2 separate regions of the Zea mays genome follow, and region 2 is linked to region 1. A link is a contact called in public Hi-C data. All regions are on one chromosome and are shown on one strand. Each heading gives the region's core, a stretch centred on a gene start, on an enhancer-like site or on the middle of the called end of the contact. The rest is flanking DNA. Distances are from core to core; before and after follow the strand shown.

Region 1 (7,162 bases), core at 3,044-5,543:
TGCGAAAACGCACTCTGGAATTCCACATGTTCATGCCCACCTAGGGCTGACAATGGGCTGTAAATTTTGCACTATAAGATTTAAGGATCAAGTCGGATTAGGATCGGGCTTTATTTCTAGTTATTTTTGAACTATAATTTATTTAGGGCCTTGACATTTTGTGAAGAACCATATGGATCACAATCCATTACCACCCTTATGCCCACCACCACCACAGAGAAACATGACCGATGGCGCTTGCGTGAAAATTCAAAGGTCAACCTAGATGGTGCCGGCTGTTGGTACGTACGTACGTAAGGTCGCCGGACAAGTTGCGTTAGGGAAAATTCCCTTCCCTGCTGGGAGGAGACTGCCTGGCACACACCTACCTGGTCCGAGAACGACAAGGAGACGAGATAGCCGTGACGATCCACGACCACGAGCAGCACAAGAAAGAGCTCGACAAGGAGACGAGGGCCTGAGCACGGCATGAGTCTGTCGATGAGGATTTTGTATGCGACGTAGGGAAACATGCTTAAGAAGAACAGGGGGAACATCGAGTATCCGGAGGAGATTGCAGAGTTAGCGGAGCTGTGTGCTTGGAGATGAGTGGTGTGAATAGCCCAACGGTGAAGGATGTTGCAGATAGGCTTGATAGGTTGGGGAAGATCATGCTCATGCCCCCCTCCATGGGGACATGAGAATCCGGAAGAATTGGACAAGTTGCTGTCTACAGCCAACTCGACTGTTACTCCTTGAAATTTCAGCATAGCTGCCATGTGCTTGGAATCAGGGCGTTAGCTTTTTTTTTCATTAAGTGAATGAAAAAGGTATCAGGGCGTTAGCTAGGCACTGTAAATAATATTTCATCTGTCCCAAACTAAAATTGTTTTAATTAATTAATAGATAGATTCATATAATACTTAATGTATGTGTTTTATATATGTGTATAGATTCATTTTCATCCATTTTTTGAATGTAGACATGAAAACCAAGAGCTAAAAACGACTACTGTTTTGGAAAGGAGGAACTATTACATTTCATTACCTCATTCTACATAACAGATAGATACTGCACGCTTCTTCTTTTTTGCTGTAAAATGATTCCGTAGGATCCATATGTTATTCTATTTTTTACATTATAGACATGAATAAAAACGCAAAGATGCGAGCAATATTTCTCCTGGACTTCGTTGCTCAAATGAAGCAACGGATAACTGCAGTGTCCAGTGCATATGCATTGCTGCAATGTGCAGGTAGAACACTGAACTAGCAAAGTATGTTAACCATATAAATAATTCCTATTATCGACACAACCAAGATCAACAAACAATAGTTGAGAGGCCGTCGGGAGTATATAAATGGTTCAATTAACGTATGGGTCCGTTCCCCTCAATTTATCTTATCCGTGACCCAAAATTTGGCAACAAAAATTACAGTCCTCTTAACCCTCACAGAAAACTAAGAAATCGGAGGTAGGTAAGTTTACTTCCTAAATGGGCACATGCAAAAACTAGAGACTTGATGGAGGTTCGACCTACATCTTGGCTTCCTTTGCGTCCTGGTACTCAGCTTCTGGAGTCTGGTCTCCTCCACTGCTGCTGCCGCTGCCGCCAGCGCTGCCGCTGCCGCCACCTTGTTGCATGTGCTCTCCAATCTTTGAAACAGCCTTGTTTGCTGCTTCCAGCTTCTGCTTGATCTTGTCCAGATCGTCCTCAGCCATAGCTGCCCTCAGATCAGAGACAGCAGACTCGATCTCCTTGGTGACTTCAGCAGGGACCTTGTCCTTGTACTCGCTGACACTCTTCTCAATGCTGTAGATCGTGGTATCTGCAGAGTTCTTGAGATCAATAAGAGACTTCCTTTCCTGGTCCTTCTGAGAATGTAGCTCGGCCTCCTTCACCATCTTCTCAATTTCGACCTCTGACAAACCACCAGAAGACTTGATGGTGATTTCTTGTTCTTTGCCTGTGGCTTTGTCCCTAGCTGACACCTTTACAATGCCATTGGCATCAATGTCAAAGGTAACCTCGATCTGGGGCATGCCTCTTGGGGCTGGTGGAATGCCTTCAAGCTGGAACTCACCAAGGAGCTTATTATCTGTAGCCATCTCCCTCTCACCCTGAAGCACCTTAACTCCAACCTGTGTCTGGTTATCTGCAGCGGTAGAGAAGACCTGGCTCTTCTTGGTTGGAATTGTGGTGTTCCTGTTAATTAGCCTTGTGAAGATGCCACCAAGGGTCTCAATACCAAGGGAGAGAGGTGTGACATCCAGCAAAAGGAGCTCCTTCACATCACCCCTCAAAATGCCACCCTGGATTGCAGCTCCCATGGCAACAGCCTCATCAGGATTGACACCCTTGCTTGGTGGCTTATTGAATATCTGAGAAACAACCTCCTGGACCTTTGGTACTCTAGTCATACCACCAACCAGTAGGACCTCATCAATCTCCTTAGCAGAGATGCCAGCATCCTTGAGGCAGTTCACACAAGGGATGCGAGTCCTCTCAATGAGATTGCTCACAAGAGACTCAAACTTAGATCTGGTCAAGGTAATGTTGAAGTGCTTTGCACCAGATGCATCAGCAGTGATAAATGGGAGGTTGATTTCAGTCTGCATAGTGGACGAAAGCTCAACCTTGGCCTTCTCAGCAGCTTCCCTGAGCCTTTGCAGTGCTAACTTGTCCTTGCTCAGATCAATGTTGTCTGACTTCTTGAACTCACTAACCAGATACTCAAGCAGTGCACCATCAAAATCCTCACCACCAAGGAAAGTATCACCATTGGTTGCCTTGACCTGAACAAGGTGTCAGAATTAAGAATTACTACACCAATTTCAACATCTGCATAGAGAATCTGTGCAAGATATGAGAAGAAAATTACCTCGAAAACCCCATTTGATATCTCAAGGATTGACACATCAAATGTGCCACCACCCAGGTCAAACACTGCAATAAGGCCCTCCTTGTTGTTCATTCCATAAGACAAAGCTGCAGCAGTGGGCTCATTGATAATCCTCATAACTTCCAGTCCAGCAATCCTACCAGCATCCTTGGTAGCCTGGCGTTGAGCATCATTAAAATAAGCTGGGACAGTAATAACAGCCTTAGAGACTGTCTTGCCAAGGTAAGCCTCTGCAGTTTCCTTCATCTTAGTGAGAACAAATGCACCAATCTGACTAGGGGAGTACTGCTGGCCACCCATCTCGACCCAGGCATCACCATTCGGCGCCTTGACAATCTTGTAAGGCACCATCTTCATCTCCTTCTGGGTCTGTGGGTCATCAAAAGTCCTACCGATCAGACGCTTTGACCCACGGATTGTGTTCTGGGCATTGGTTACTGCCTGCCGGCTCGCTGTGATACCAATCAACAGGTCACCATTCTGATTCTTGGCAACAATGGAGGGTGTCGTCCTCGCGCCTTCTGCATTTTCAATCACCCGTGGTGTCTACACAAGCAAATCCATCCATCATTTCCTGACTAGTAGCATCATAAACAGAACTCATTGAACATGTACTCAATTTGCAGCAATTTGAAGCTACGTGACGTTAAGTAAATATGATTGACATCTACTACGACATTTACTACGGATGGATACAGCGACACCACATTTACAAATAACGGAAAATGGCATATTTCAGAGTGGACATGGTCACATGGAAGATTTCAGAGTGGACTGGGGAAAAATGTACCTTTCCTTCCATGACGGAGACGCAGGAATTCGTTGTGCCTAGATCGATACCGATGACATCTGTTGCGGCTGGCTTTGTGCTGCATGCAGAACATTAACTTAGGCGCCGCAAAGGCACGAAACAAATTGCCATGGATAGGGAACTACTGATGTCAAAACATCTCCAGTTCGTAATTACCTGAGAAGACGAGCTACTGCTCCAAGCCTGGAGAGCAGAGGAGGTGCTATCCGCTGGGCAACGGGACCCTAATCAATGGCAAAAGCAGGGAACAGATCAACACATCGGATCAATCTAACATCGTTAGGACAGCGCGAAAACGGCAAAACGCCATAAATTGACCTTGACCAAGGCGCACGAACTGCAAGAAAAGAGCAGGTTCACGGGAACAAAGGTGGCACGGACCTGGGCAACGGCAGATGCAAGGGTGTGGCCGGACCTGACCAGCCTCGACGTGACGAGAGCTCCGAAGGCCATGGTTGGTGCTAAGCCTTGTGGGCGGCGGCTCACGGCGGCAGCGTGTGTGGCTCGGGAAGTAGGAGGAGGCGAGATCAGGAAAAACCCTAGTGAACGGCGCCGCCGCCTTCTCTTAAAACCCTCGCGGTCCGCGGCACTGGCTTGGGAGAGGGGAAAGAAATGGTGGCCAGGGGCATTTCTGTGATTTCTCACCAGGGCAAGTCTGTGGCTGACGGTGGGCCACGAGGCTGGGTGGAAGCTTCTAGACGGCATCAACCCGCCACCGTCCGTTGGGCCTGGCTTTTCCAGGACTCGGACTCCAATCGTGCGCCGATCATCGTATATGGTGGATAGATTCTCTCGTCGGTGCTTGAAAAATGGTAATCACTCCCATCTATGGGTCTGTTTAGTTAAACTTTTTTTCTTCTAAGTTTTTTTATAAGAATCTGACTATGTGGAGTAAAAATTATCAAACCAATCGATAAATCCAGCTAACCGACCGATTAATCAGTAATCCGTCCATGACGGTTTAACCATATCACCGGTTTACCCAATTAAATTTGGGATATTTTATAAATTCTGAACAAATTTGATGTCGGCTTTTCTATAAATACTATGGATTGTTTTAAGATATTCCCTGAAACCAAATTTGAAAACACACTACGTATTTTAAACTAAAAATCAAACAAGTTTCAAAAAAATAAAAAGCAATTGATTTTACCGAATAGTCGATTAATCGGTCTTAGTTAGAGATAAACTGGTGGCCTCTAGTAGTTAGGTTTTGAGGATTTTCTTTCTTTTAGCCTCAAATCTTTTAACTTGTGATAACATTTGGGCAATCTTTTCTTTAAACTTTGTGATCTCAATATATTTTATTTGCTAAATGACAAGTGGTTTGATTTCTTCACACGTATTGTCGATTTATCAATTCAATGACCGATTTATCGGTCTTATCAGTCGTGTCGGGGACCATAATTAGGGGTACCCTCAAGACGCCTAATTCTCAGCTGGTAACCCCCATCAGCATAAAGCTGCAGAGGCCTGATGGGTGCGATTAAGTCAGGGATCAGTCCATACGAGTGACTCGATCACGCCTCGCCCGAGCCTAGCCTCGGGCAAGGGCAGCCGACCCCGAGGGATTTCCGTCTCGCCCGAGGCCCCCCTTTAACGGCGGACACATCTCTGGCTCGCCCGAGGCATTGCCTTCGCTAAGAAGCAACCCTGACTAAATCGCCGCGCCGACCGACCGAGTCGCAGGAGCATTTAACGCAAAGGTGGTCTGACACCTTTATCCTGACGCGCGCCCCCCGGCAGAGCCGAAGTGACCGTCGTCACTTCGCCGCTCCACTGACCGGTCTGACAGAAGGATAGCGCCGCCTGCGCCACTCCGACTGCAGTGTCACTTGACAGAGTGAGACTGACAGGCAGTCAGGCCTTGCCGAAGGCGCCATAGGAAACTCCGCTCCGCCCGACCCAGGGCTCGGACTCGGGCTAAGCCCCAGAAGACGGCGAACTCCGCACCGCCCGACCCAGGGCTCAGACTTGGGCTAAGCCCCGGAAGACGGCGAACTCCGCACCGCCCGACCCAGGGCTCGGACTCGGGCTAAGCCCCGGAAGACGGCGAACTCCGCTCCGCCCGACCCAGGGCTCGGACTCGGGCTAAGCCCCGGAAGACGGCGAACTCCGCTCTGCCCGACCCAGGGCTCGGACTCGGGCTAGGCCCCGGAAGACGGCGCACTCCGCTCCGCCCGACCCAGGGCTCGGACTCGGGCTAGGCCCCGGAAGACGGTGAACTCCGCTCCGCCCGACCCAGGGCTCGGACTCGGGCTAGGCCCCGGAAGACGGCGAACTCCGCTCCGCCCGACCTAGGGCTCGGACTCGGGCTAGGCCCCGGAAGACGACGAACTCCGCTCCGCCCGACCCAGGGCTCGGACTCGGGCTCAGCCCCAGAAGACGACGAACTCCGCTTCGCCCGACCCCAGGGCTCGGACTCCGCCCTGGCCTCTGCCGAACAACCTCCGCCTCGCTCGACCCAGGGGCTCGGGCTCGGCCTCGGCCATGGAAGACATACTCGACCTCGGCTTCGGAGGAGCCTCCACGTCGCCCGACCTAGGGCACAGGCCCGCCACGTCAACAGGAAGCGCCATCATCACCCTACCCCGAGTCGACTCGGGCCGCAGAGAACAAGACCGGTGTCCCATCTGGCTAGCTCCGCCAGATAGGCAATGATGGCGCCCCGCTAGCCCTGTGACGACGGCGGCTCTCAGCTCCCTTACGGAAGCAGGGGGGACGTCAGCAAGGACTCAACCGCTCCGACAGCTGTCCCTCCGCTAGGCTCCGTTGCTCCTCCGACAGCCACGACATCACACCAACAGGGTGCCAAGATCTCTCCGGCTGCCACATTGGCATGTACTTAGGGCGCTAGCTCTCCCTCCGCTAGACACGTAGCACTCTGCTACATCCCCATTGTACACCTGGATCCTCTCCTTACGCCTATAAAAGGAAGGACCAGGGCCTTCTTAGAGAAGGTCGGCCGCGCGGGGACGAGGGCGGGACAGGCGCTCTCTTGGGGCCGCTCGCTTCCCTCACCCGCGTGGACGCTTGTAACCCCCTACTGCAAGCGCACCCGACCTGGGCGCGGGACGAACACGAAGGCTGCGGGATTTCCACCTCTCTCACGCCCGTCTCCGGCCACCTCGCTTTCCCCCCTTCGCGCTCGCCCACGCGCTCGACCCATCTGGGCTGGGGCACGCGGCACACTCACTCGTCGGCTTAGGGACCCCCCGGTCTCGAAACGCCGACAGTTGGCGCGCCAGGTAGGGGCCTGCTGCGTGTTGACGAACAGCTTCCCGTCAAGCTCCAGATGGGCAGTCTCCAGCAACTTCTCCGGCCCGGGACGGTGCTCCGTTTCAGGAGTCTTGAGTTCATGTCCTTCGACGGCAGCTACGACATGATACTCCTTCCACCGCCGCGCGACAACGACAATGGCGACCGACAACCCGCCCGCCGGCGGCGGAATCAACGACATCTTCCCCGC
Region 2 (7,162 bases), core at 2,593-5,092, 250 kb after region 1:
TAAATACAAGAGAAGATTAAAAGACTGCAGGGTATAAAGTTCCTAAATCATGAATACGGTTAAAAAACAATAAATATAGAAAGTCGTGAAAAGGAGCTCTTTGTAAAGAGCCTATCTCTTAAATTTTTTTCACTTAACCTCTAGAGACAGCTTAAGAGACGCTCTATATGGTGCTCATCTCAATAGCATGCTCCGGTCCTATTTTTGTTATCAACAGCATCTCCATTAGTTTCCTAAAAAATACACGAGAAAAACTACTTTAACATTCAATAGCTCTCAATTATTATGTTGTTAAATATTTTTAAATTATACTACTGCCTTTTTATAGTTATTATTTGCAGCTTTAAATTTGGTTTTATTTATACGATAAAGTTCAATAATCATTATTATTCTCTTAATTACTATTTTTCATTCGTATAAGTGTTTGTCGGTTGTTTTTATCTATTTTTTCTGGATGGATCATCTTTAGATTTATCAAACAAGAATAGTGAAATTATTCTTTGCACCACTCAAATTATTCAAAGTGCATCGTTTATATATAGCGTGAACTCAATGACATACAAGTGACTGAAACGTAAAATATGTTGTTGGGAGTGTCGGACAACTCTTTAAGTATGGGGACTAAAATAAAGATATTTAGAAAGTTGGTATATTTAAAGACCTTATTTAAGAAACCGTTGGAGCATAATTTTGGGTTAATAACGTCCTAAATTAATTGTAGGGATGTTTGTAGAACTACGGGAGATACTCTAAGCTGATATACTTTAGCAAAGCCTGATGCCTTTCTATCGGCCGTCAAGACTTGTCCGTCTATAGGGATCCGGAGGTTTTGCCTAGAGCCCTAGACAAGCAGGAGTCGTCTCTTTTGTGACGCAAGGATATTAGAAATTTGAGGGAGATTCCATCGAGCAATAATGACGTGGAAACCTAACCCTAAGGTTTGGTGGGCTCATACCGAATATACCTCTGAGAGATATTATGTCTCTATATATAAAACTTATACCCCTTATATGAAATATAGAAGAGAAATATGTCAAAAGCTCGACTATATATACTGTGTCTGTCCTGTTTCTGGAAAGAGAGACATGTCTTCCATATATTATCACGTCTAATCTGCTGATGGAAAGCAAGGGATGGAATCTAATGATTCGTGGTGATATGGTACTTAACAGGATGGGCGCGTGTAACATCTGGGCCGAGTTTTGGACTTTTGGTAGTGTACAAGTACAACACATCCTTGTTATCTTTTGTGCGCAGTCGAACCTTGGAGGCCGGGCTCAACGTATGGGCCGAGTTTTGTGATTTGTCTTGCCCCATTAAGAAATGTTTTGGATCCCGAGCGTGGCCACGCGGAAAGTCCGTGTGACGGTATGGGCCGCCCGTTTTGTCTAAGACTGACTCTAGATGTGTCTGACGGTGACTGATGATGTGGTCGTGACGCAAGATCTTCGTTTCTTTTGTTCTCACCTATTTTTAGGCCGGCAGCTAGCTGCCACCGCGCCCCTCCTTGGCAAGCTGCTCGCTGTCGTCGATCGCGTGCCAAAGGCATGCGCCTTTCTGGTCTGATCCTGAGCGTTCTCCCTTCTCCTGTGTGACGCATCAAGCATCATGCATCCGATCCGATCGTTTCGTGACGTCAAACTCACGCGCGCTCGACGCCGCGGCCTGCATGCGGCGGCGGGGCGGGCGGTAGGAGGCCGTCCTTACACTGCGTGCCTGATTGGATGCCTGTATCCGGACGCGCATGCGCGGGTGATCCTGACTGATCTGATACGGTAATTTTCTGCGTACGAGTGGATGTAATCAAATATCTATAAAATAACTTGTTTTGCATCCGTTTATGTAGCTTGCGTCTCCCTTGTACAGGCAACCAAACAGGAGCTTAGATAGAGTCAATGCATACGCTGGTCTAAGACGAGACGGTGCGGGTAACCAAACAGATGGTGCGTGAAACGGCTCCTCCTCACTTGCTCGTGAGCCGTCTGATTAGAAAATGGACTTCCGTGCAAGGAAGAACCCGGCACTTGACTTGCTTCGGAAACGAATTTTTCCTCAAGAAATCGGCGCGTCCACGGTGTGGTGCTGGGTGCCTGGGTACCAGACTATCAGGTGCGTTTTTTTCTTTTCATACAGAAATGCTGGATATATGAGGTATTGATGTCTGCTACTGCCTTTTTTTTTCCTTGATAAAAGTATTGCTGCGTCGTGGTGCCTGTAGCCAGTACCAACAAAAAAAACAGCGAAAGCTAGCAACATGCCGGGCAGCTTGGGTGCCACAGAGTCAAACTCATCGTTGGGCTTGGGGCCGGCCGGATACAGAGTTTCTTTCCAACTTCTAATCCACGTCGCTGTCGTCCGGACTCCGCTGGTGTGTGGAACGACCCGACGATTCCGTCCGGTGCGTGCACGCCTGCCTGCCTGCCTTGCTTGCTTGCGGGCCTCGCCGAAAGCGACGGCGAAGAAAGAGCACCACTCGTCCACTCCAGCCCGTCACGAGGCTTCCCTTCACCGCAGCAGTCCGTGCTGCGTGCCAGCGCGGTCGGTCGGTCAGATTAGACTTGCTGCTGTGGCGGTGAGAGAGCGGCGCGATTGGTGCACTGGAGGGGAATATGACCCGTGCGTGCCTTTGCGGGCAGCGCGATCCCGATGCCATGCGGACGTCAACGTCCTTGTCAGGCAGAATTCTCGTCCACGCACTGTCCAAAAAAACTATACTATAAAAGATCCCGTTTTTCTTTTTGCCAACACAACCGTTAGTAAATCCAGTTTTTTTTTATTGAGATCGGACGGTAACAAAAAAAAAAGTCAGGAACGCAGAAACTTATGGCGCAGAGGCCGGGCCATCCACCCGCAGGGCCCACCGTTGTCGTTTGTGTCGGCCGTCGGCGGAGCGCGCACGCGTGGGAGTCGTCGACGGCGAGACTGTAGCTGAAGAGGTCCCGCGGCAACGCGGGCTGAGCCGATCGCGGCGCCGACGTCCAAGCAGGGGAGAAGCAGGATCTAAAATTAGGGCTGACCAAATTAGATTAAGGAACTGTTAGAAGGATTTTTTACACTATTTACAAGATTATTAGCTAAAAAATAACATGTCCTACATAGTTATAGGAGCATTAGGGGGACATTGCCCCCTGCGTCCAAGCTCGAGCAGGACGCCGAAGGTGAGGACAGACACAGTAGGCACCCTCCGTGAGGTATGGGGGCGACATAGTTTGCGAGGCCCGCCTCCACGGGGCTACCCTGTGAGCCCTAGAGTAGATAATTTTGCTGACAAGTATAGAACACTTCTAGAGTATAAATTTAGAGTGTGTATAGCCTTGGTCTCGATAGTGGAGGAGAAGCCTTCCCTGGAGACAAGGGAGTGGAACACACTATCGCCTTGCGTGGGGAACCGACCCCTGCAACGCCAGCATATGACCCTCTCGGAGGTAGAGGCGTCGTAGGCCGCCACATAATCGCCGCCGACGGCGAGGTCCGCGTAGAGCCGCCCCTACCGTGGTGCCAGTGTGGACGACCACCAGAAGAGGGCACGACACCCCTGTCCGTAGGCCGCACACGAAACCTCGTACCACATAGGGCTCTACGAAGGTGATGATGGACGACACATAGTAGACGGTGTCGTTGAGCTCCACGACACACACGGATGGTGGTGGTGGTGGTCGAGGCGACGAGCGTGAACATGATTGTTCTCCATCCGCGAGCAAGGCTATGGTGAGGAGCAGAAGGAGGGGCGGTTGCGGGGTCATTGGATGGAGGTGGATGAGCGTGCCCCGGTGGCGAACGTTGACATCTACGAGGTGCGACACCGTGTGGGAGAACGGAATTTGGAAATGTGTTATCAAGAACACATTGGGCTCGCTGGGTAGGCAAGTTTTTTTAGTAAGTATAATGGTATATGTAAGTTTCGCTAAATATGTTTAAATTTTTTGTTAGAGCTAGAAAGCGTATTTAGCTCGCTCGGCTGATCGAGATTGTTGGAGTCGATGCAGATGAGGCGAGTCAGTTTGCCAAAACGCGTCGAAATAATTGATAGTTTGCCATTTGAAATGTTGCCTCCTTGCTATAATTACTACTATGACAATGGATTATGGAATCCATAAAATATGGTTCCGATGACAATTTTATAATATGTTTTTTTATAATGATAAATATCAGATTCTGACAAACGCGGCTAAAGTAGCCGCTAACCGCGTCTTGCGATGCGGAATTATACGGCAAGGTTATCGTACTCCGTATAAATTCAGATCCCAAAATGATTTAATGCTAAATCGCGTCCTCAAAAACCTCTCGTTCCGAAAGCGCACACAACAACAGAAAACACGCGCGACGGCCAGGTAGAGACAGATCCATTTCTCACCTTGCCCCACCTCCCTCGCCGATCGGGGTCCCCCGCGCCCAGATCGCTTCTTCGCTTCGGTGCGGAGGTGGCCGAGGGGGAGGAGGAGCTCCCGGATCCGCCCCGCCGTCGTCGGCTGTAAGTGCTTCTCACCCCTCTTGATCTCTCTGCGAGCTCTGGGTTTTGCGTCGTGAAGGTGCTGTTGGAGCCTTGGAAGTGGTTAATACAGAGTATCTCTGATCCCCGATCTGTGTCGTGGGGTGTATGGCTCTGGCGTCTAACAAAGGACATGTTTTATTGTTGTGTGCAGGGTCGTGGCGCGATCCGCGGGAGAGCAGCAATGACGGCGGAGGGGACGGCGTGCAACGGCGCCGGCGAGGCGCTGAAGGCGGAATTCGCGCCGGAGAAGGTGGTGGCCGTGTCCCTGGAGGAGAAGCCGGTCGGGGAGCGCGAGGGCGAGGACGTCGGCGGGCCGTTCTTGATCGTGAACGGCGGCGATTCCGACGGGCACTCCGAGCCTGGCTCAGATCTGGGCAAGGCGCCCGACGAGGACCCTGCATCCGAGGAGGACGACGTGCCCACCTTCAATGCAGCTCCGGACGCGGCCGTGGCCGGAGATCACGGGACCGCCGAAGGGCAAGTTGGTGCTCAGGGTGCGGCACTCGGTGCTTCGTCGGCGGACGGGGGTGATCGTGCTTCCGACGGGTCTGAGGGTAGCGCGGATGAGAGCAGAGGTGACCCAAGTTCCGATTGTGTTGCCGAAGTGGCGCAGCAGGAGGCTGTTGGTGAAGAGGACAGTGGGGCAGCTGCTCTGGCGTCCCGTGAATGCGAACCTACCATCACCAGTGCTGACTCTGAGGCACACTATGTGGATTCTGAGGTTGAAGACAAGGAGGGCACAGTGGATGGTAGTGCTGTTGTTGATGCCGTTGAAGCGGTGGTGCATCAGGAAGCTAGTACAGAGCAGGATGAAGATGCTGCTGTGATGTCCTCTGGCCATGATGATGCCCTAACGTCTCCCAAGTCTTGTTCTGCTGCCGTGGAGTCCGAGGTTATTAGAGAGGATAGCAAAGAACAGAGTATCACTGATGGTGTGGAGCCACAGCAGCAGGGTACAGTTGGGGCAAGTACTTTGGTGGAGAATGAGCATCTTTGTGCCGACATGATGGCTGATTCATTTGTAGCTGCCAATGAGCCTGACAGTCAAGAGGATGCTGCTGTGATGTCCTCTGGCCATGATGATGCCCTAACGTCTCCCAAGTCTTGTTCTGCTGCCGTGGAGTCCGAGGTTATTAGAGAGGATAGCAAAGAACAGAGTATCACTGATGGTGTGGAGCCACAGCAGCAGGGTACAGTTGGGGCAAGTGCTTTGGTGGAGAATGAGCATCTTTGTGTCGACATGGCGGCTGATTCATTTGTAGCTGCTACTGAGCCTGACAGTCAAGAGGATGCTGCTGTGGAGTCCTGCGGGCACGATGATCTGCTAACTTTTACTGAGTCTGGTTCTGCTGACATTGAGTCTGAGGTTTATGGAGAGGATAGCGAACAAAAAGAGAGCAACACTGTTGTTGTGGAGATCGTGGTGCAGGGCGTAGGTAGGGCAGATGTGCTGATGGCAAATGGGCATCTTTGTGCCGACACCCAAGCTGGTTCTTCTGAAGCTACTACTGAGCCTGAGAATCATGCTAATGGCAGCAAACTGACTGATGTTGCAGAATCAGTGGAGGGGGATGCCGGCAGTGGAGAACAGGATACAATGGATTCGTCGCAAACCAATGGGCATATTTATGTTGCCTTGAGTGCTGATTCTTGTATAGTTCCTTCTGAGTCCAAGGCCCATTCCTTTGAGACAGATGGGCAACGAACTGATCAGCTACAAGAGGAAGCTCCAAAACTTGAAGCTGAAGTATTGGAGGGAGTGCTAAAACCAACTGAAAGGAACTGTGCAGGTAGTGTTGAGAAACTCATAGGAGAGGAAGTTGGCACAGATGGGCATGCAAGCATAGGAGGTACAGCTGATGCTTATGGGGAGCAAGAAGCCAAGCCTATGCAGGTAGAAGGTGAAGTCACTTGCGGTATTCTCGAATTTGAAAAAGTGGATAAGGATGGTGAAGAGGGTTTGTGTGATGACTACACGGTTGGTGTTGTTTCTTCTAATGAGGAAACAGAGCTTCCTATGAAGGAAAAAGTAGATGAAGCTGTCCCCAGTGTTAATGTTGGTGGGCCAGAGAAAGTAACTGACAATACAAGCCAAGATACCAAGACAGTTGATTTTATTGATGAAATCACAGCAGAGTCAAACTTTAAAGCTGAAAATATGGTTGAAGTGAAAAGTGCAGCTCGTGAAGTTGACAAAACAGAGGTAAAAGATCTTGCTTTTGCTGATGAGGCTAATGTAGCTCCTTTACACCTTCAACGTGACTGTGAATCTGTTATGGAAACTATAGAGCATGAGAAGGTAGAATTACCAGGTGGTTGTCAAGCTCATGAAATTGTGTATTCTTCAGAACTAGAACCGAAGAAAGAGTTTGAGATGGGGGTTGATGGTGCTGTTCCATTGCAAGGAGCTGCAGCTTCTGTTGCCTCTGTTTTCCACCATGAGCCAATGTCCATTGATTTGTCTGAGAATGATAGCGGTAACCATTCTGGCCCAACTACTGCGTTGGAATCCTGTGACCATGTGCAAAATGAAGAGAGCATATCCCAAGAAATTTCCATGACCACTATTGAGCAACCTATAGCTATTGATCAAGTTGAACCTGTCAACCTGAATGTAGATGAACTTGTGGTTGATGATGATCAACCTGGTTTTGCTCCAAGGTGTGAATC

The links. A called contact is a pair of places that touch in the nucleus more often than the background predicts.
Region 2: a contact with region 1 is called in a Hi-C map of tassel, with 2.2 times the contacts expected there. The contact joins the promoter of LOC103647548 here to the promoter of LOC100286241 in region 1. A contact is called at or near these places in 4 of 25 Hi-C or Micro-C datasets (ear, endosperm, leaf and 1 more).

The regions. Positions count from the first base shown.
Region 1 is chr2:195,376,937-195,384,098 of Zm-B73-REFERENCE-NAM-5.0, forward strand. LOC100286241 (heat shock 70 kDa protein) reads right to left here and starts at 4,294. Exons shown (of 5, transcript NM_001159129.1): 1 at 4,075-4,294; 2 at 3,850-3,917; 3 at 3,673-3,751; 4 at 2,862-3,428; 5 at 1,341-2,775. The coding sequence starts at 4,146. The coding sequence ends at 1,516.
Region 2 is chr2:195,631,438-195,638,599 of Zm-B73-REFERENCE-NAM-5.0, forward strand. It overlaps LOC103647548, which reads left to right and starts at 3,843. Exons shown (of 10, transcript XM_023301681.2): 1 at 3,843-4,471; 2 at 4,644-5,306; 3 at 5,544-7,162. The coding sequence starts at 4,674.